7 separate regions of the Mus musculus genome follow, and all the other regions are linked to region 1. A link is a contact called in public HiChIP or PLAC-seq and promoter capture Hi-C data. All regions are on one chromosome and are shown on one strand. Each heading gives the region's core, a stretch centred on a gene start, on an enhancer-like site or on the middle of the called end of the contact. The rest is flanking DNA. Distances are from core to core; before and after follow the strand shown.

Region 1 (2,939 bases), core at 120-2,619:
GTTCAAACCCAAGGCCTGCCACCAGACCAAACTACAAATTGCAAGATGGGAAGTTTCTATGAATGGATGGATATCTATGTGTTTGTGGGTGTGGAGCATGTGGCTACAACCAAATACTGAGGTTGTAACTGTTGTTTCAGTAGGAATTAGGCAAGGAGCAAATGGGGAGATGGAGACATCGAACTGATGAAGGGACATTAATCAACTTATACACTAACAAAAAAATTACCATTATTCTAGAGGGAAGCACTAAAAACTTGAAATTCCAAGGATAATGATTTAAATAGGATACTCTTGGTAGACAACCCCTTCAAGTCTGGATTGCAAACAGAACCCTTACAAATCTGTTCTTCCAAGGGAGGAGAGCACTCTGGCTAAACAGCAAATCCCAACGCTGCTACTACAGGCCAACAGTGTACAGCAATAGAATTCCGAAGCTGTATCATTTACCACACATCCTCTTCTATAGACCTAGTCACTACAAACCATCTCCGAAGTTAAGACTACAGAAAGAACTTTAAATTTCAGTGACTCAAAACTAAGATCCAAATACGTATGATGGGGAGTTAATTTAAATCACACAGCACCTATGGGCACAGCCTCACTGTACTTTTCCTTGAGGACACAAAGTGACTATAAACCGTCAAGCGAGAGTCTCCAGCCACCTAAGAAGCACTGGAAGTTTACAAATGAGTTTTTCTGAACTCGAAGGCCCTGGGCAAGACACTATGCATTGCTGTTGTTCCATAGGTTGGATTCCCCAGCAGACAAGGGACGCTGCGGCAGCGTGGCCTGTTCCTGGGCACCACGGTGTCTTTTCATTGTCCCGGGCAGCAACCAAATCCGAAGGCTGCCAAGCGCCCTACAAGCGGAGAGGCCAGCCTGGACTGCATGCAGTTTAAGGAAACTGTAAGACATTCCGAGGTGGGAAAGATTACAGCAAGCCGGTGACAAAGGACTAAAGAAACAGAAACGCTGGACTACAGGTCTGCACAGCGCCTACTCCTCCTCGCACAAGAACAGTCTGAACAAAGCCGCGGCCCATTGCCTGAGCGCCTCGCACCGCGGCCACCCCGGGCCTCCGCAGGCCCCGCCGCCGCCCAGCGCGCGGCCCCTGCCCGCAGCTCCTACCTCCGGCCGCTGCTCCCGAAGCCGCGCCACGCGCGCTCGGCGACGCCCGGGGCTCGCACAGGCCCTCGGCCCAGACGGCCCCGGAGCAGCGAGAAGCCGCGGGCCCGCGTCGCCATGCCTCGCCGTCCGCCTCCGGGGGTCCCGCGGTCAGCTCAGCGACACGCCCGGGGCCCTCAGCAGGGTTCCGGGGCGCGGGGCGGGGCCGAGCCCCGAGAAGGCAGAGGCGGCACCGCTGGTGGCCGCGGGGTGGCGGGCGACTTGGCTCCAACCCGTGCACGCTGTCGCCACGGGAGCACAGGGAAGTCCTCGGCCGTTCTTGCAGGCAGCAAGGCCCCCTTGTGCCCCAGGCCCAGCTCTAGTCCCTGGTCTCGTTTCCATGGTTACAGGGAGGGCAGCTTGGAGCAGTAAAGTTGTTGCAGGTCTTTGCTTTTCACTCCCTGTGCGACCTTAAGATGCATTGAAAAAGAAACTCAAGGAGAGGAAGAAACAAAGATGTCCTTGGGATTTCTATCAGTCTTCAGCATCCTTGACACTTCCAGAAGATCCTAGAGTTTGTGGAACCTTAAAGCAGAGGGAGTTTGCAATGAGAAAGCAAAAATCATCTGCAAAGCTAACAGGAAATATTCCTCCCAAGGTCAAGCTGTGGCAGTGATGCGAGGGGCAAGAGCTGTTTAGACTACTGTCTGACTGAGGAAACTAGTTATGGAAAGTCCCAGATGTTAGAGAGCTTGTTCTGTGAAAAAACCATCAAGAACAGTGGTGCAATGTCTGTCTGGTAGAAGGCATTTAATCACAGAAAGAAAACATAGAAGAAAATCTTGGCATCGAGACTTTTTATGTAACACTTTATCATAGTGTATAAAAAAAATTTAAATTTCTGCTGTGGGGGAAAAATAAACCTGTTAAGAGAATGAAAAGGCAAGGAAAAAGTTTCGTTGAGGGGTGGGTGTTTGTAAAATACTTGTTGTGAACTTGTACCCCAAATATACAAGTGTAGTCTCCCCTCCCCCAGCCTGAAACCTGCTTGCTCAGGGGTGGAGCTTCCTGCTCATTCGTTCTGCCACGCCCACTGCTGGAACCTGAGGAGCCACACACGTGCACCTTTCTACTGGACCCGAGATTATTCGGCGGGAATCGGGTCCCCTCCCCCTTCCTTCATAACTAGTGTCGCAACAATAAAATTTGAGCCTTGATCAGAGTAACTGTCTTGGCTACATTCTTTTCTCTCGCCACCTAGCCCCTCTTCTCTTCCAGGTTTCCAAAATGCCTTTTCAGGCTAGAACCCAGGTTGTGGTCTGCTGGCCGGACACAACAATTGGTGAACCAACTCGGGACTGAGAAACGGCAAAGGATTTTTGGAAGAGACGCTGCTGGTTCGGAGCTCCATAAAATAAAGGATAAGGGAAATTCATACCGGAGAAGGTATGGGCTAAGCTGAGACAGCGTTAAACCCGAGCGCTGGTTCACTTAGGTTCAGCAGTGAGGAGCTGGGTAATAGGCGGTAGGCCGTAGCTCTCCGAAGCTACATGAGGTGTGAGAAAAGAAAGGGTTTATTAAAAGGAATAGGCAGATTGCCCCAGTTAATAAAAAATGCATCATAAGGGAGGAAAATGTCCCAAAAAGCAGAGAGAAATATCTCTCTGGGCCTTATAGCAGGAGTACTCTGTTCCCTTTTGTGTCTTGTCTAATGTCCGGTGCACCAATCTGTTCTCGTGTTCAATTCATGTATGTTCGTGTCCAGTCTGTATGAATGAATGTTCTATGTTTTATGTTGGATAATAAAGATGGTATAAAAAACTTTATCTGCA
Region 2 (2,939 bases), core at 256-2,755, 1.7 Mb before region 1:
AAGGTTTCCCTTCCACCCCTCCTAACTGGGCTAGGACCCACATTTAGGCTGAGGCTTCCTAAGTCACATAGCCCGATCAAGAGAAGAAAAAACTTTATTCAGGGTACAAACACACACAAAATGAGACAGCAATAAGAGTCACGTGTTAGGTAATTAAAATGTTTTATGCCAAAAGAACACACTTATGTTTTGATAGAAATGAAAAGGTTTAAAGGAAACTAATTGGAACTTGTTTTCAGTCTAGTCACAGAGGCTAGCCATTTATCGTCCTGCTTAGTGATTATAATTTCCTGTTTATGTACTTGACGCTATAGTCCTAGTTGTTTCCAAGGCAGTAAGCGGTATGACAAAAGTCTTCAATGGTACTTCATAAAAGGTTACAATTTGTAACTGCATTACATAAAAGTGTTTGATATTTATAGTCAATTTATACACTGTATATGTGTTGTACTACTTAACCTTGATAGTTAACAGAATCCAACATCACAAAGCAAAAGTTGATCTATACACTTCTGTAAGAGCATAGTCTAAGAGGCAGAAGGATTCCAAGTTTGTGGCCACCCTAGGCTACGTAGGGAGTCTCTGTCTTCAAAACAATAACAAACGCTACAGGTTGTATCTCTCATCTTCCGCCTCTTTGGAACTCTTTCTTTGGGATGCTAATTTGAACAGCACGCTGGAGTCTGAGTGTATAGTCGTTATAACGACAGAGTAACCGAAGCACAGAAGAGGAAACAGCTCTCCGAAGGCAGAAAGGTCAGTTATCCGAAGAACTCTGAACCTGAAAAAACAGTCCGGACGGAAGTGCAACTTAAAAGCACAGGCTAAGCACAGGCGAGCTGCAAAATGCAAGTTATTCTGTTAGCTTGAACAGGCAGGGGTGGGGTGGGTTAGGGGGAGTAGACTGCACATGTGAATAAGGATGTCAGCCTGCCCCTCTCTCTGAGCGCTGGTAACAGAGAGGATCTGTGCCATTTGGTAGCTGGGAGGATCTTTGTGGGGTCTTTGTGAGGACGACAGGAGAGTGAGGCTAGATAAGGAGCCGGGTTGCAGGGCAGTAGTAAGCGAAGAAATGTGGCTTGTTGGGCCTCCCTGGTTGCCTTGGCGACGGGGTAGGGGAGCGGGGAGCACGTAGCAGTCCGGGGGCGTGGTCTTACAGGCTGCCTGCCCCGCCCCCTCACGGGCAGCGCTCTCTCAGGCCCCGCCCCTCTTCTTCTGCCTCAGCCTCCCCTCTCCCCTCTCCCCTCTCCGGTCCAGCCCTCCTCCTCACGCCCCGCCTTTTCTCGTACCTCAGCCTTCCGGCTTCTCTCACGCCCCGCCCTCCTTACGCCCCGCCCTTCCCTCACACCCCGCCCCCTTTCTCCCTAAGTTCCTCGCCGCCAACCGTCAGACCGGGCTTGCGCTCCGCAGAAGCAGGGAGCTCGAGGCCTCGAGGTGGCCGGTCGGGTGCCGTGGTAAGGTAGCTGCGCGGGGTCGCGGTCTCGGGTGCAGTGAGAGCCGACAGGGTCTCGCAGGTGCGGCCGCGGCCCCCGCGGACATGCGGCCGGTCTCTTAGGGCTAGGTGTTGTTAGCAGGTATGCGGACGGAGTGCGCCTCGGGGTACAGGGAAGGGTCGTTCTCCTTGAGGACCTGGATCGACTCCTGTTCCTTCTGGAACTTTCCATGGCCTTATGGTCACACGTGGAAGCAGCCCAATCACTTTGTACAGCTGTTTTCCACTTTGTACACTGTCCCTGTTCTCCAGGGGCAGTGGCGGGAAACCTGGGTCTTCGTGACTGCAGAGTCACTTGCAGAATTCTTTGAGTCCAACAGGACTGCTCCCTGCTCACTTTTGTTCCGGCCTGGCTCCTGGGAATCTCTGGAAGAGATGGGAAACTGTGGGGACAGACAGTGGAGTCTCGGGCTGTCACCAGTATTTCGTCCCACATGAGACTGTGTGACTGTAGCCTCTTGATAATCCACTTCAGGTCCTAGACTTTCCACCTCAGCAACAGCCTCCTTTCCCACAACACTTGCAGAAGTCCCCAATTGAGCGGTCCTAGGCATTGCTCCTGTTAAATGTCAGGTTGGCTTTAAGGTCACGGGAATGCAGAAAACAAGTAAGTGGTGTGGGCTGTTCCTCGGTGTGTTTTGGCTGATAACTACATAAGAAAAAAAGGTCCAGAGTGTTGAATCTTCCCAGAGGGTGAGTTAGACAGGGCTGCTAATGTGTGTATACCTATGGTCTATGGGAGTGGGAAAGTTGAGGCAGAGATCTGAAATGCCAACCTCTGTGCCACGTTTTTCATTTTTTTAAAGATGTATTTTTATTTTATGTTAATTTAGTATTTTGCCTGCCTGTGTGTAAGGGCACCATGTGGGTGCCTGATGCCTGTGGTGGCTAGAAGGGGTTGTGGGATTCCCTGGAACTGGACTTACAGAAGGTTTTGAGCAGCCATGCAGGTGCTGGGACCTGGACACTGGCAGCAAGTGCTCTAAGGCCTAGCCATCATTCCAGTCCCATATTTTAAATTTTAATACAGTTATCTATTCATTTTAGTTGAGTGTGAACTACATTTAGAGGCTGTTTACCCTCTAAATGTAGTTGTTAAAGATTTATTTGATGTATCTACAAGGCCTTTGCTTGCTGTTTTAGTTTCGGGGGTGACTCTGTTCTTCTGTATTAGAGTGATCCACTTTAAAACTCTAGAATCTAAAGCTGGTGTGGTGGTGCACACCTTGAATTCTAGCACTCAGGAGGCAGAGGCAGGCAGATCTCTGTGAGGTCTCCATAGAGAGCTCCAGGCCAGCCAGGGCTATGTAGAGAGACCCTGACTTAAAATACAAAAACAAACAAACCTATAGCATCCATTTAAAAGGGCCTTTTTCGAAACCACCTATCCCCAGAGGGCATGGGGTTAACTGTATGGCCTTACAAGCCAAATACTGGCCACCTAAAA
Region 3 (2,939 bases), core at 166-2,665, 1.5 Mb before region 1:
ACAGTGGCATTCATGTATAACCATAACACTGGGCAGGCAGAATCAGGAGTCCCCTGGGGCTTGCTGGCTGGACAGTCTTGCCAAATAAGCGATGAGATCTAGATTTATTGAGAGACCTTGTATTAGAAATTAAGAGTAAATTAGGAAGACACCCATGTCAATCTCTGGCCTTCAGGCACGTGTGCACATATGTGTGTATACACTCTTCCCACACATGCATGTGCTCTCTCTCTCTCTCTCACACACACACAAAATGGGGCAAAGAGGTTCCTGAGAAAACTAAAATTAGATCTACCACATGACCCAGCTATGTCTATAAGGACTCCAAGTTAGTCTATCACATAGATGTATATCAATCTCTACTGAAGCATTAGTCACAATTGTTAACAAACCTAGTTGCCTAACAACAGAGGGATGGATCAGAAACAGAGGATGGTATATACTCAAAAGAGTTTTCAGCCCTAAGAAGGAAGTTATGTTGTCATTTGCACAAAACTGAATATCACTGGAGATAAACATTATTAAGTGAATTAAGCCAGTCACAGAAGGAAAAAAATTCATTTATGATTCCTAGGTTTAATTAAACACATAAATCATATGACATGGAAAATGAAGTAAAATTACTAGGGAACTAATGGGAGAGACAGGGAGAAGACAGAAAATTTAGGAGTAGGAATATATATTCAAAATACAACATAAACTTGTATCAAGATGTCCTAATGTAACACAGTGCCATGTACAATAAATATTTTTAAAAGGAGAAAAGAATCGGGGCTAAGTAGAGAAAAACCAGCGAAGTGACTTTGGGGATGCTGCTTTGCAACTCTAATCCTCAGTCCTCCTGTCTCGTCTGTGCCAATTAGTCAACGACAGAAATCTTCTCTGTGTAGTTGAGGATTAAATGTTCCCCAGAAGTGCGATGCAGGGCACAGATTTTACCAGTTAGTGGGCCCATTTGCTTCATCGAGGTCAGCCCTTCTTCTTGGTCAATGACAATAGTAGTAAACTGTCTGAAACGCAGCTGGGGGTTTAAAAAAATATGCAAAAACAATTACTAGCGTGCATTCCACATAGCTAACACACGTGTTACCACCATCGCCATCATCTTTCCATCACTCTCGAATGCCTCTTTCTCAACTGCTTTATCTACTCAAACCTCCTTTCCTCCGGGAAGGACCGCTCCTCAGAGGTAAGGGCAGTACTTTCACGCGGTCCCTGCACACTGTCACTTCTCTAAAGTGGCTTCAGAGAGCCACCATACAACACCCCATGTCCAACTTCTCATCACTTCCCCTTTGTGGTGACGCCCCACACCACGTGAAAGCCACAAACACACCCCCGGAAGTGATCGGTGGTAGGCGTTCCCGTTCGATCATCCCACCCACTCCATCCTTGCTTGGTTCCTGCCTGCTCCGCTTAGACCGGGAAGGAGGCGGAACTAATGGTACGGACCGCCTGACGGTTCCCAGCCGGACAGAAGAGCGGAGGGCACTGGGCGTCGCGCCGCGCGAGCCCGGGGCCATCTAAGTGCTGCTCCCGCGACATGGCTTTCAATTTTGGGGCTCCTTCGGGCACTTCGGGCACCTCTACAGCCACCGCGGCACCGGCGGGTGAGTCAGCCCTGGGCCTACCTTCTTCCTCCAAGGAACCAAAGCCTCGGGCCCGCCCCCTCGATCCGATCGGTCCGGCTGGGGGGTCCCGGGGTTGCCCTGGCACTCGGGACACCTTGGAGTCATTTGGAGAGGGCGGTGGCGGTGGTGGCGGCGGCGGTGGCGGTGGGAGGGCCGCGGGCTGCTCAGGCTCAGCCTGGGGCTCGCACAGCACGCTCAACCCGCGTGGCTCGGCCGCCGCGGTGCTTCCCGCCATTGGGGTGTCCGCCCAGGAGAGGCCGGAGGCTACGCCCCTCTCATTTCCCGGGACCCCGCGTCCCCTCGTCCGTCTCAGCCTCAAGGTCCAGACGGGTAAAGTTGGAGCCAGGCTGCCCGCAGCTCCCTCTGTCCCCTCCCCAGCCCGGGGGGGGGGGATGCTCGGCCCCCGCCCGTGCTGCCCTTCGCTCCTTCTGTCTGTCCGCACCTTGGCTTTCTTCCCCTGATCCGGTGCAGGTCAGGTTTGTTCACGCTGTGAAACCTCTTGCTGATTCTTGTAATTCTTACCTTTCTTTCTTCTCCTTTTCTCTTTCCCTCCTCTCACCTTTTCAAATTTTTGTTTCTCTTGCCTCCACGACTATCAGGATTTGGTGGGCTTGAGACTGCCAACTCCACCGCCGGTGGGTTTAATTTTGGGGGTTTCGGATTAACCGCTAACCCTGCAGTGAACTTTAATATTGGGAATTTCGGTGTTTCTACTACCTCGGCGACTCCGTTCAATTTTGGTAACAGTCTGGCGAGTGCAGGTAGATACTGGGGTCATGTGTGTAACGAGTATGGGGGCTGGAGTCCAAGAATGTTCCGATGTCCCTAGAGTTTGGGGGAAGAAATGGCACTTGTCTAATAAAGAAAGGGGTTTATTTCCTAAGATCAAATCAAATATATTTAAAGTTTTGGCTGCTTTAAAAGATGTGGGTTTTGGAAAGCCTTAAAGAATTAGAATGCACCTTGGTTGGATTTTCATTTAATGATACAGAGCACAGCTTCCAAATGATAAGTTGGGAACCGAATATTTTTTAAAACATTAGCTTTAGCAGAAGGTAAGCGTTTCCCTGGGATTCTTGGACTCCTGCAGTCATTTTTCATTTTTTAATACATATTTCATTGGGATTTCATCTTATTGTCCTTGTGTTTCCAAGAGAAACAAGTCTTATACGAACAGCAGCGACCTGTCTTGTTTTTCAAACTGTAACGATGTTTTTCTAGCATTAACTCAATATATTAGGATGTATTTCTATATATAATTGTAGAAAGAATCCCGGATTCTTTGCTGGGTTTTTGGGAAATTTTCCA
Region 4 (2,939 bases), core at 144-2,643, 1.4 Mb before region 1:
TATCTGATAATTTTTTTCTAGGAAGGTAGAGAAATATTCAGCTCAAATTCTCTGTAGCTCAAACTCAGTCAATTTAGGGTTATGGTTAAAAACAAAACAAAACAAAACAAAACAACAACAACAAAACCACCCACAGCTTAACAGAGCAAACCACACAGTAGATTTAACACAGCCAATAAGAGTCTCTTAAGGGCAGGAACAAGCTGGAGACAGCTGACACCAGACAGTGTAAACAGGTACAGTAGATCTAACTCTCAATACCCGTTTATCAGGAGCTGAGGTCATGGCTCAATGCAGCAGATATTTGCCTGGCAGAGATGAGGTCTGGAGTCCACATCCCAGAACCCACATAAAAGCCAGGCCGATGTGACAGAGCTCCCATAGTCCCAGTGCCAGGGCATCCTTAAGGATATCCTCAGGGCAAGCTGGGTAACTAGACCAGCCGGAATTGGCATGCTCTGGGTTCAGCAAGAAAACCCACCTAAACCAATAAAATGGAGGAATTCAGGAAGACGATCGGCATCAACTTCAGCCCTCTGCATGCATATATATGTGTACGCAATGACATGTGAACATGCGAACACACAAAATAAACAGCTTTTTAAATCTCCGATCTCTGGGAGCTGAAAGCTGTCTCTCTCCCTCTCCCTTTCAGACACTAAAGTGAGTCCCTTTAGCACCAGACGTTCAGCACAGCCTGTGTGTGTGAGCTGAGCCGCAGCTGTGACTCTGTCCCTGCTGGCAAGGCAGGGAACCATGACTCATAATGGTTCTCTCAAGCATGGGGTGGTCAGTCAGACAGTGGGGACTACTGCAACGGCCCCTCCTTCCTGTGCGCATGCCCAATGCTGTAATGTCTGGGACAGCACACATCAAACACGAAGTGGTGCTTATAAAATGTGACCCCCTGACAGATCTATTTCAGATACCAGACAGCATAAGCGGAATGCGGGTTTTGAAAACATTTTCTATGTCAAATTATAGGAAGATTAAGCTTAAGTTCAGAAACAACTTTTTTTTTCTTCTTCTTCAAAAATCACCCTCATTTTGGGGTTCTTTTAGGCAACAAAAAAAATGCACATTTTTTTTCTGTGTTTTCGTGGACTTTTGTGTTTTTATGATTTCTTTCTAGTTTCTATTTGTTTCCTTCATTGTGGTCTTACTCAGGGTCTGACAGACACTCTGAACACAGTGTATAGGGTTTTCCTGACTACTGGGTCAGTATTGTAATGTCAGGAAATCACAGTGGTAATGTCTTAACAATAACAAAATTCACTACGCTCTCTAAGATGACTGTGTTGTTATAGAAAAGAACAGCAGGTGTTGTACTGCCATAAGGTTACAGGATCTGCATTTGGCTATCGCTCTCTTCAGTCCCGGCACGTTATTCTGGACTTCTGGCAATCTTTTCCATAGGAGTGAGTCATCCGTCTTCTATAACCTCAAACAGGATCCTGTTACATCACGCTGATTTCTAATAAAAGGAGATGTTAGAGTTTCCATTTCTGGTCCACGTTTCGCAACTGAACTGAAGGAAAGACCTTGGCACTGACATTTGGTGGGGGGGGGGGGGTCCCTGTGCATTTCTGAAACTTACTGAATGGAGAGTTAACGGTATACTTAGGTGACGTGCATTCATCTCTTTAGATCCGGAAACTATGCAGGGAATTTTGGGACTCAATCATAGAGCCTACAGATACATTAGGCAAGCGTTCTACCTCTGAGCTGCACCCTCAGCCCTGGTGTTTTAAAGTCAACAAGTCATCTCGAAGCATTGCTAAAGCTCACATGGACCACACTGTGTGGCTAAGTTTTTATTGTCAACTTGACACTGCCTAATGCGACCTGGTAAGAGGGAAACCCTAACTGAAGAACTGCATCCATCAGACTGCCTTGTGGTCAGGTCTGTCTTGATTCCTGGCTCATGTGAGGAGGGCCCACCCCACTGTGGGCAGAACTATTCCTCAGAAGTCTTGGGATGTGTGTTGAAGTGAGCGAGAAGCAAGGCAGTGGGGAGGAGAAACAGTATTCTTCCACAGTCCTGCTTCAGGGCCTGCTTGAGCTCCTGCCCTGGCTTCCCTCAATGTCAGACTGTGACCTATAAGCGGAAATAAGCCCTTTTCCTCCCAGGTTCTTCCAGTCATAGTGTTTTATTACAGGAACAGAAAGCTCAGTAGACCACACAGATAATACTTTAAAAAAAAAAAAAAAAGACAGAAATTAGACTCATTTCCTGGGATATTCCTTTAAATTCAATGGGAAACTTTTAAGTAGGTGGCCAATATAGTCCAACTTGAGAAATAACAACAAAAGAGGCCGATAGCACTGGGAGGACAGAACGTGGCGTTTAGGAGGCTGGAGGGATGGCTCAGTGGTTAAGAGAACAAACTGCTCTTCTAGAGGACCCGAGTTCAGTTCTCAGCACTCATAGTGGGGGCTCGGGACCACCTGGAACGTCAGCTCTGTGAAGCAAAATCATGGTTCCTGCTGTTGTCCTTCACCCTGAGCTACTTTAGAGTGAGCATCGCGGCAGCCAGGACACACGAAACATGCAATGCGTGCACTCACTAGGTCCTCCCGTCCAGTATGGCAGTTAATAAGCACCTATGAGCACCAAGTCTTTGGCATGCGATTGGTCCAATTTGAACACTTAATCAAAAAATAAATAAAATCTCACTTTATTTATTGTTCATTAGGCAATAGATTTTATGATTTGAGTTACATAAAATATTTTGCTTAAATTATTTTCAGTTGCTTTTACTTTTCAAATGTGGCTACTGGAGACTTAAAACCACGGATGTAATTTACATTTTTCCTGGATAAGCTAGGCGAGGAGTCAGTGCTATAAAATTAGAAGAAATATTCATTATAGAATATGAAAAGATGTTATTTAAAAAAAAATAAGCAAAAACCGAGGCATGCTGGCACATGCTATATCC
Region 5 (2,939 bases), core at 242-2,741, 1.4 Mb before region 1:
TCAGGACTTATCCAGATATGATTATAAATTTCTTTTGATTTGGGCTCTAACATGGTGTCAGGTAACCTTGGATGAAGTTGATCTAGGAAACTGCTTAGGTTACACAGAATAATAACACCTTGATTCATCTATTAGTGTAAGACTAGTTACCATCTACCGGGCAGTGGTGGCGCATACCTTTAATCCCGGCAGTAGGGAGGCAGAGGCAGGCAGATTTCTGAGTTCAAAGTCAGCCTGGTCTACAGAGTGAGTTCCAGGACAGCCAGGGCTACATAGAGAAACCCTGTCTCGAAAAAAACAAAACAAAACAAAAACAAAACAAAACAAAAACCTAGTTACCATCCAACAGCTGTTTTCCCCTCTGTGGTTAGAATTAAGAGAGTTGCCTGGGTGCGGTGGTGGCACACACCTTTAAGACCCAACACTCCTGAGGCAGAGTCAGATGGATCTCTGAGTTCAAGGCCAGCCTGGTCTACAGAGTGAGTTCCAGGACCGCCAAGGCTACACAGAGAAACCTGTCTCAAAAAACAAAACCAAACAAACAAACCAACACCAACAAAAAAACAATCTAACCTCCACCCCTGCTCTTTGCCATTCTCTAAAACATATTCTCTAAGCATACTCCTCATGGATTTTTTTCTTCTACCTTTAGTACAGCCTAAAAGAAAATGATTCTCATTTCTGACAAGGTTTTTGTTTTAGTGATGTGTGTGCAACTCTGTGTGGGTATGTGTGCTGTGAGCACAGGCACCTGCTGAGGGCACACATTTCTCAGGAGCTGGAGTTAACTATAGATGGTTGAGAGCCACCGTGTGTTGCAAACTGAGCCTGAGTCCCTACAGCAGTACCAGATCTTAGCTGCTAAACCATCTCCAGCCCCTAATCCTCATTTTATAATACAGGATCTCATGTATCTCAGGTTTCTCTCAAATTCCTATGTAACTGAGGATGACCTTGGAGTCTCAACCCTCCCGCCGCCTCTTCTCTGAGTATGCGGGTTGCAGGCATGAGCCAACACACGCAGTTTATGGAGAGCTGGAGAAGAAACCTAGGGTCTCCTATGAGATAGGACACCTGAACCAGTCCCCAGGCCCCTGCTTAATTTCTGTCGTTTTTCTTGAGACAGAGTAAGCCTCGGGCTTGCCCCAAACAAATATAATGCTCCTGCCTCAGCTTCCTGAGTACAGGGATTACAGTTGTATGCTGTCATACCTGAGTCCCATATTAATCCTCATTTATTTGGGCCACCATAAGAATGCTGAGCTAGATGGGGAGAACTGGGAGGAATTGGCGGAGGAAAAAGAACATGATCAAATATATTGTATAAAAATTGTTTTCAGTGGAAAAGAATGTTGAGATAAGGAAACCTGCTCCAGAGTTTGGTGACAACCAGTAGCGGTTGTCCACCGGCAGGGACCGATAGCGTGCAGACGCCTACAAAGAGTTGCAGCAGGGTGGTGAAGTTTGATCCTCTGAGCGTTCCGTAGCTCGGTCGGGCAAGCGGCGTGTCCCACGTGCCGTTTCCGGTTACACTGGGACCCACGAGTCTAAGCTGCCGCGGGGCCCGGGCTGCGACTGACAGAGGCGGACGTTTTCCAAGCACTGCTCGCCAGGGAGCCCACCCACAGCCACCATGTCCGGCAGGAACAACAACAAGCTGCCCAGCAACCTGCCGCAGTTACAGAACCTGATCAAGCGGGACCCGCCGGCCTACGTGGAGGAGGTGGGACCGGGATCCGGCTCCCCGGGATGCTCCGGTGTGCTTCCGGGGGCCTGGGGAGGAAACGGACGGGGGATGGAGATACGGGGGACGGGACATGCAGACCCCACCAACACTGAAACACACCCTAAAACCTGCTGCCTCCGGGTTTATCCGCCCGCCTCGCCGACGTGGGCCGGTAACGTCCGTTGGCCGCCTCAGAGCAAAAACTCGAGTTAGCCCCTAGCATACGATGAGTCGTGTGTTAAACATGCTTTCCACAGACGGCCTCTCCCGAGTGCCCCAAGCTCTGCCAAGAAGAGCAAGGAGTTCTCAGATGGCAGGGCCACCCCACAGTCAAGAGTGTAGAAGATGTAGTTAAGCCACAGTTCAAACTCCCTGGGAGTCACCCTGAGCTAGATTTGAAAAAAATGCTTTGAGGGAAATGTGCGGTCTAAAACTCTGTTAGGTCCAGTTTGTGAGGGGCATGGCATACTCCAAGTGTGTGAATTCATAAGAACCACGAAATGAAGGCCGTGACTTTGTACTCTTAACCTGGTAGATAGATTAAGACGCGCCTTTGCCTTTATTATTTGTCTTCTTACACACCGCCCTTCCCAATCCTCCCTGTCTCCCCCCCCCCCTTACTGGTCCCCTTCTCTCCTCAGACAGCCCCCACTTCACTTCTGTATACACATCACATTTATTTCAGTTCCCTGCATCCCTTTAAGGTCTCTTCTTCCAGAGCTGGGGAGTTGACTCAATGGTTAAGAGCACTGGCTGTTCTTCCAGAGGACCTGGGTTCAAGGCCCAGCACTTACATGATAGCTCATAACCATCTGTTGCTCTAGTGTTAGGGGATGCGACACCCGACTTCTGGCCTCTGGATACTAGGCATATGTATACACGCACATACAAGTAGGCAAGCTCTCAATACACATTAAACATAAGCTCTTACTGGGTTCCCCTTTCTAACTTGTGTCACAAACTAAATTGAAATCTGACTTTTGCTTCTGAGAGGAAACAGGCTACCTCTCTGAGTCTGGTTTAATTTCTTAACATCTTTCCTCCTGTTGTCATGGTTTCAGCTCTTGATTGGAAAAAACTAAATGCATGTACCACATTTTCACTACACATTCTGTTGATGGACTTAAAGGCTGGCTCTGCTTCTTGCTGCCGTGGTTCGTGCACCAGTAAACACAAATGTGCAAGTGTGTCTATGGTGTTTGATCAGAGTCCT
Region 6 (2,939 bases), core at 161-2,660, 1.3 Mb before region 1:
AATCACGACTTTTTAACATACAAATATATAGAGCACAAGGAAACATTTACCAATCCAATGTTAATATCCTGGCTTTTTTGTTGCTTTTGTTTTATAAGTGAAAGCATGAGAGGCTGGCTTTCTGGCTCACGCCTGTAATCCCAGTACCCAGGGCTCAAGCGGGAGGAGCAGGAGGGTGGGGTCAGTCTGGGCTATGTTCTGCCTACAGAGAGGAAGTTCAGTATAAGAAGAGAACCAAAAAGTGGAACTGAAGCACTCACCATGACCCCTCCCTCAAGTGCTGCTAATCTCAGATGTGTGTGTGTGTGTGTGTGTGTGTGTGTGTGTGTGTGTGTGTGCGCGCGCGCACGCTCCTGTGTGTGTCTTCAGCACAGTATTATTTAGTATCTTAAAATTTGGCATAGAGTATCAGTTTGTGCTTTTGCTGACTGTAACTCAGCATTAGCATGTTTGTGTGTGTGTTGTGTGGCGGTGCACGTGTGTGTGTGTGCACATGGAGGCTAGAGGCTGACATGGGGGTCTTTGTTACTTTCCACTGCAGGCAGGGATTTTTTCCTGAGGCAGCGTTGCTCTCTCACTGAACATGCTGCTCACTTGACTTGGGTGAGCTGAATGTGCAGTTTAGCTCCATCCCAGCAAGAGGCCACTGGGGTGGACTAGCCCTGGGGTCCTTCGGCCTGCTCACTAGCTCCATCCTCATGGCTTGTTCGGCTTGCTTTCTTATAGAACCCAGGATCATCAGGCCAGGGATGGCGCCACCCACAAAGGGATGGGCCCACTCCCATCGATCGCTTATTGAGAAAATGTCTTACAGCTGGATCTCATGGAAGCATTGTCCTCAACCGAGGCGCCTCTCTGACGGCTCTAGCTTGTGTTGACACAGAACCATCCAGTACACCGGCGCTGGTTGAAACAGAGTCTGAACTTTAGGTGTTTAAGTACAGCGCAATTTTAGGGAAAAGACGTTTCCTGGTAACAATTATCTCAATCTCATGTGCACAGTAAAGCTTACGGCATCTTAAGGACCTTGGGCAGGATCGGGTGTGGTCTTGGGCATACATATTTCATAGAGTCATCAAACTACAAAGTGCATGTGACATCTTCCGTAAGGATAGGTTCTATTGACTGAGAAACAATGCTTACGAGTCTGGGAAGTCTAGGATAGAAGTATAGTCTAGGGGGTTCGGGTGAGGTCTGGCCCTACGTATAGCACAAATCACCAGGTTATTAAGTACAACCACTCCCGGCCTTTTACACAGAGATGTGATACTGCCTCTAGCTGTGAGTGAGAAGCAGGCTTAATCCCGCTGGGGCAGGAGGCGGTGTCAGTGCTTGGGTTCCTGACCGGGTGGAGCGCAGGCCCCGCCTTCAGTGCCAGCACCGCCCCAGGCCTCCCACTCCGCCTCCCCAGGACAGCAAAGATTCATTGGTCCGGTGGTGGCCTCAGAAGCCGGAGCTATGGGGACCCTAGCCACCAGGGCCGCGTGCCATGGGGCACACCTGGCCCTGGCTCTGTTGCTGCTACTGTCGCTGTCCGGTCCCTGGCTGTCGGCTGTCGTCCCCGGGACTCCGCCTCTCTTCAACGTCAGTCTGGACGCGGCCCCGGAGCAGCGCTGGCTGCCGATGCTGCGGCACTACGACCCAGACTTCTTGCGCACCGCGGTGGCGCAGGTCATTGGGTGAGCGCGGGACTGGTCTGGTGAACTTGTAGTCAGGCTCTGCTCTTCCCTCGTTGCTGCACCTCTACCCTCTCACCGCTGCACCGCTGCCCTCCCCACTGCTCTGCGCAGCGCCCAGCGGGTGGCTGACCCAGCAAGGCCAGTTCGGCTCTCAAATTCGGAGCCTCCTGCGGCGCGCGCGTTTACCACACATTTTCCGGGTCAGGGTAACGCGCAAGGTGTCACCCAGTATGCTAAGCTGCAGCGTAGGGCATGCAGCCCAGGAAACTCCGCATCGTGGACCAGCCTGGCTGGCCTTACATGGAGGTTGGCACTGGAGGTAGTGGTGATTGCACTACCATTGGGTGTATCTCAGCCCTTATACTTTTCATTTCGAAAGTCTCGCTGGGAGTTTGACTATACATATATGAGTATATGGACAACATAAATTGGATTTGGTGGTTTGTTTTTGTTGTTGTTTTGTTTGTTTGTTTGTTTGAGGGGTAAGGCAAAGGTGGGAGGGTGGACTCGAGAGGAACGTGTGATCGGGTTGCATTGTATGAAATTCCCAAATAATGAATATAAATGTTATGATGTGAGAAAAAAAGAAAGAGATTCTCGCTGTGAAACATAAACTGCCCTTACAATCCTCCTGCCTCAGCCTCCTGAGTAGCTGGGATTACAGCCCTGCACTATCATGCCCACTTTATTCCCGCTGGTTTGAACGCTGGGAATGGAGCAGCTCTGAAAGTAATCTAGATTCCCAACATTCCTCCCGCCTCGTCCACGCATACGTGCACTGTCCATGCTCTGAGACGAGAAACAAACTTCGTACTTTTTCATTTCTAGCGACAGGGTTCCCCAGTGGGTACTCGGGATGGTCGGAGAAATTGTGTCGAAGGTGGAGAGCTTCCTGCCTCAGCCCTTCACCGACGAGATCCGCAGCATCTGTGACTCGCTCAACCTCAGCCTGGCTGACGGTATCTTGGTCAACCTGGCCTACGAGGCTTCCGCGTAAGTGCCCCGTGCTAGGTGGATTAAAGTCAACTAATTGCCACCTACTGGGGACTCCTGTCACCCATAATGAATGGAGGAGATATGTTCGCTTGGTGAAGATGAGATAATGACTGAAGTTTACATGTCACCTTAGGTTTCTGACTCCCCAGGGAAATCAGAGCAGCATGTGTCTGGTGGACTTCCAGAGGGAAGCAGCCGCTCTACCCAAAGCTTACTTTTATCTTGTCAGGGATCTAGATGGCATCCTACTTTCCAAACTGTTAA
Region 7 (2,939 bases), core at 226-2,725, 1.2 Mb before region 1:
CAGACTCTGTGCTCTCTCCCTTTCCCTGGCCTCCGAGACCTCTAACTCTGCTGTCGTCCCTTAGCTCTTGTAGTCTACACATTTACTGAGTCTATACATTTATGTTCTGTATGATCTGTGAGTTAATATTAGTAATTAGAACTTCAATAAAAGAACCTCCTTGGCAGAGTGGGAGCATCTGGAAGTTGCTGCCTCTGAAATGACAATGCCCTGGCAGTTGTCATCAATACATTCTGACTCTGAAGACGTGAATGTGCTCATCTGTCTCTGACACAGTGCACTCACAAGGCGAACAGACTCCTGCCTTTCTTCTCTACCTAGCTGTTCACAGCTCTTCATTTCCTCTACTGGGGAGATAATTTGCTAAGGACTCCTGTCGCACTGACATTTCCAGGTCCCCTCCCTGGAAAAGACTGGAATCTGTGAAAATCTGAGTTTCACACGGACATTTGATCCCGGGAATCGATTCGGCTGGGAAGAGGGGCGTGTGTGCTGCTGTAAGACATGGTGAGTGACTACACAGCAGTCTGCACGGTCTCACTCTTACCTCCGTCACTGTTCCCCTCCTCTGTAATAATGTCCAGCAGTCGCTCAAAAGCATTTTCAAAAGCAACAATTTTCTGGATTGCTCCATTGCTCCTTGTTAATGCCTGCAGTAGTAAGACGCCCTTATAGAAAAGAAAGGTGGCATTCAGTTGAGTATGAAATTTATTGGACTCCCAAAAATTACTTTAAAATCATAGAATCCTACAGTAAACAGGGCTTTACAAATCCACCTGCTTTGCTCTCTATATACAGAAGGACATAGACGGCAGAGACGGTTCAGCTCCCCTGACGGTCATAGGTCACATAGGAACAGGACCTTGGCAAGAGTTACATCTAACAAGTTTCTTCTTAGCTACATACAGTAAGAACACAATTCTCACTCTTATCTGTCACCATGTAATTTCCACAAGCCGAGAAGGATTATAAAGTTCTCATATTTACTCTTCTCAAAATGATGATATAAATCATGAAATACCACCACCACATTTTAACAGAATTTCTACAGAGTTCAGGATACCTTGAAAATCAGGCTCCCAAATTCCTACAATTTGATTTTAAATCAGCAAAAACAAGAAATGGAAATTCACACCCTGTAAGAAAGTTTGCAGAAGGTTCGTGTAGCATGGTTTTTCTCCCACAGTCTTTTCCGGCCTGTGGCTGGCAAAAATGGCTCCCACAAAGAAGGGTGGCAAGAAGACTGGATGTCCTGCCACCAAAAAGGTGTGATCCAGGAGTGCACCACTGACATTCCCAGGCAGTCACAGAGTAGGCCTCAAGAAGCATGCCACAGGCACCCGAAATCTGGATGTGTCATGGAGGAGATGGGGCTCCAGGTGTGTGTAGGGAGCCTCCAGATGCACATGGGGACTGTGCACAGATAACAACTAAGCTGTCTGGGCCAAAGGAATAAGAAATATCCCATAGTGTGTCATGATAACCTATGACCCTGTTTACACATTTCAAAATCTAGTCAGTGTGGATGAAACCTAAGCTCTGAATGTCAGATAAACCTACAGAACAGATAAACAAACAAACAAACAAACAAAGGTTAACTAAGTCTGTGCCCTGGCTTTCAGTTTTTTTCAGTGTATTGAGCTGTTTATATAGCTTTGGCACTTATCACTTAAAAAGCTTACATTACTCCTTATTACTCGTCTCTCTGTGTATAGTGTTTTGCCTGTGTGTATGCCTGTACACCACTTGCAAGCCTAGTGCCTGTGGAGGCCATGAGAGGGCACAGGATCCCTGGAACTGGGGTTACAGACAGCTGAGAGCTAACACGCGGGTGCTGGGGATGAATCCAGCTCCTCTGGGAGAGCAGCCATGCTCTGCCCTGCTCAGCCACCGCTCCAGCCCTACTCCTCACTTCCTACTTCAGCATCTATCACTCAGCCAGTCCTTCTGAGCCGCTCAGTGACCACAGATAAAAGAGACAATAAATACATGAAGGGGAAAAGCACAGCCGCCGCTTTCAGAGGCTTGCCACACAGGGATGGGAGTGCCACGGTGGCAGGTGGCAGCTAAGCGTCTGTACAAGGTTAAGAAGGCTGTCAACTCGCTGGCCTCATCTCACCCCTTCCCCGGATTTTCAAATTTTAATACTAACATGAAAGAAAGGTAAAATAAAATTTAAATGTCAAATCTGCCAACATAATGGTGCCAACTTGAATTTTAACTGCCTAAAAGGAAAAAGAAAGGTTTACACAAGTCATACAAACTCTGAGTCTCATAAAGTGGACAGAAGCTAAATGCCCTACTTACTAGTTGTATGACTTTAAGCAAAGTGCACAAATTCCATGTCTCAGAATACTTATCTGCAAAGTAGAATAACAGTATCTCGGATCCCTCTGCCACACTATTCCCATGGAACACTCTATACACACTAGACTGGCCTCAAACTCCCGCAGATCCCCTGCTTCTGTCCCCAGAGTGCTGGGGGCTAAAGGCATGTTCTACCACACCTAGATGTCATGCCATTTAGAAGGCGGGAAAACAGCACCTACAGGGTTTACCTGTTTTCAATATCAACATTTATTAGTAGTTTATTTTCCTCTTACTTTGCTGATAGGTTAGCTGAAACTAAAAAAAAAAAAAAACCTATAAAACATATAAAACTAAGATATCAGAGGTTACAACAAAAATAAAACTTAAGCTCCATTAATAAAATTAATAAAAGAAAACATGGACAATCATTTCATCTGCTTCAAATAAAAACCGAGGCAAAAAGTTAGAAGAAAGAGCCAAGAGCTAAAGAAAATAGACTGAACACATGGTGGGGTGGGACAGCAGGGGGTGCTGGGTGGGACAGATCAAAGTACCTGATAAGCTTGCATGAAAATGTAATCATTTTAATTTGTACAAAGAGTATATATGCTCTAGGAAAGAAATGAAAG

Evidence for each region. Promoter capture Hi-C pulls out the DNA fragments that hold promoters and counts their contacts. HiChIP or PLAC-seq counts read pairs in DNA pulled down with a chosen protein or histone mark.
Region 2: a contact with region 1 is called in a promoter capture Hi-C map of pre-B cells. The contact joins the promoter of Ccdc158 here to the promoter of Mthfd2l in region 1. A contact is called at or near these places in 2 of 39 promoter capture datasets (hippocampal neurons and pre-B cells).
Region 3: a promoter capture Hi-C map of the HPC-7 cell line shows a contact between it and region 1. The contact joins the promoter of Nup54 here to the promoter of Mthfd2l in region 1. A contact is called at or near these places in 4 of 39 promoter capture datasets (the HPC-7 cell line, cranial neural crest, embryonic stem cells and 1 more).
Region 4: a FOXA1 HiChIP or PLAC-seq map of pancreatic cancer cells shows a contact between it and region 1. The contact joins the enhancer-like site here to the promoter of Mthfd2l in region 1. A contact is called at or near these places in 3 of 39 promoter capture datasets (the C10 cell line, cranial neural crest and pre-B cells) and 2 of 115 datasets of contacts at active chromatin or transcription factors (astrocytes and pancreatic cancer cells).
Region 5: a promoter capture Hi-C map of 3T3-L1-derived adipocytes shows a contact between it and region 1, with 4 times the contacts expected there. The contact joins the promoter of Sdad1 here to the promoter of Mthfd2l in region 1. A contact is called at or near these places in 7 of 39 promoter capture datasets (the 3T3-L1 cell line, 3T3-L1-derived adipocytes, cranial neural crest and 2 more) and 1 of 115 datasets of contacts at active chromatin or transcription factors (astrocytes).
Region 6: a contact with region 1 is called in a promoter capture Hi-C map of pre-B cells, with 3 times the contacts expected there. The contact joins the promoter of Naaa here to the promoter of Mthfd2l in region 1. A contact is called at or near these places in 8 of 39 promoter capture datasets (the 3T3-L1 cell line, the C10 cell line, cranial neural crest and 4 more) and 2 of 115 datasets of contacts at active chromatin or transcription factors (astrocytes and pancreatic cancer cells).
Region 7: a contact with region 1 is called in a promoter capture Hi-C map of liver, with 3 times the contacts expected there. The contact joins the enhancer-like site here to the promoter of Mthfd2l in region 1. A contact is called at or near these places in 4 of 39 promoter capture datasets (the 3T3-L1 cell line, embryonic stem cells, hippocampal neurons and 1 more), 1 of 115 datasets of contacts at active chromatin or transcription factors (astrocytes) and 1 of 9 other capture datasets (adipose tissue).

Annotation. Positions count from the first base shown.
Region 1 is chr5:90,929,626-90,932,564 of GRCm38.p6, reverse strand. Mthfd2l (methylenetetrahydrofolate dehydrogenase (NADP+ dependent) 2-like) reads right to left here and starts at 1,369. Exons shown (of 8, transcript NM_026788.1): 1 at 1,132-1,369. The coding sequence starts at 1,247.
Region 2 is chr5:92,673,693-92,676,631 of GRCm38.p6, reverse strand. It overlaps Ccdc158 (coiled-coil domain containing 158), which reads left to right and starts at 1,505. Exons shown (of 25, transcript NM_001360018.1): 1 at 1,505-1,574.
Region 3 is chr5:92,433,675-92,436,613 of GRCm38.p6, reverse strand. Nup54 (nucleoporin 54) reads left to right here and starts at 1,415. Exons shown (of 13, transcript NM_001359995.1): 1 at 1,415-1,610; 2 at 2,231-2,392. The coding sequence starts at 1,544. It overlaps Gm42114 (a long non-coding RNA gene), which reads right to left and starts at 2,003. Exons shown (of 2, transcript XR_880431.3): 1 at 1,632-2,003; 2 at 545-1,021.
Region 4 is chr5:92,367,100-92,370,038 of GRCm38.p6, reverse strand. It overlaps a transcript of Art3 not described here. Among named protein-coding and RNA genes, the nearest start is that of Art3, 18 kb to the left of the region's middle. Within about 2 kb of position 1,393, at least 64 of the 459 cell types and tissues checked have an H3K27ac peak or open chromatin away from gene starts, as enhancers often do. A contact at or near this core is called in pancreatic cancer cells, where this site is marked.
Region 5 is chr5:92,308,576-92,311,514 of GRCm38.p6, reverse strand. Sdad1 (SDA1 domain containing 1) reads left to right here and starts at 1,491. Exons shown (of 22, transcript NM_172713.2): 1 at 1,491-1,723. The coding sequence starts at 1,634.
Region 6 is chr5:92,276,652-92,279,590 of GRCm38.p6, reverse strand. It overlaps Naaa (N-acylethanolamine acid amidase), which reads left to right and starts at 1,410. Exons shown (of 11, transcript NM_025972.4): 1 at 1,410-1,679; 2 at 2,508-2,672. The coding sequence starts at 1,459.
Region 7 is chr5:92,168,402-92,171,340 of GRCm38.p6, reverse strand. Uso1 (USO1 vesicle docking factor) reads right to left here. Exons shown (of 24, transcript NM_019490.1): 8 at 548-668. Among named protein-coding and RNA genes, the nearest start is that of Gm25290, 23 kb to the left of the region's middle. Within about 2 kb of position 1,475, at least 5 of the 459 cell types and tissues checked have an H3K27ac peak or open chromatin away from gene starts, as enhancers often do. A contact at or near this core is called in liver, where this site is marked.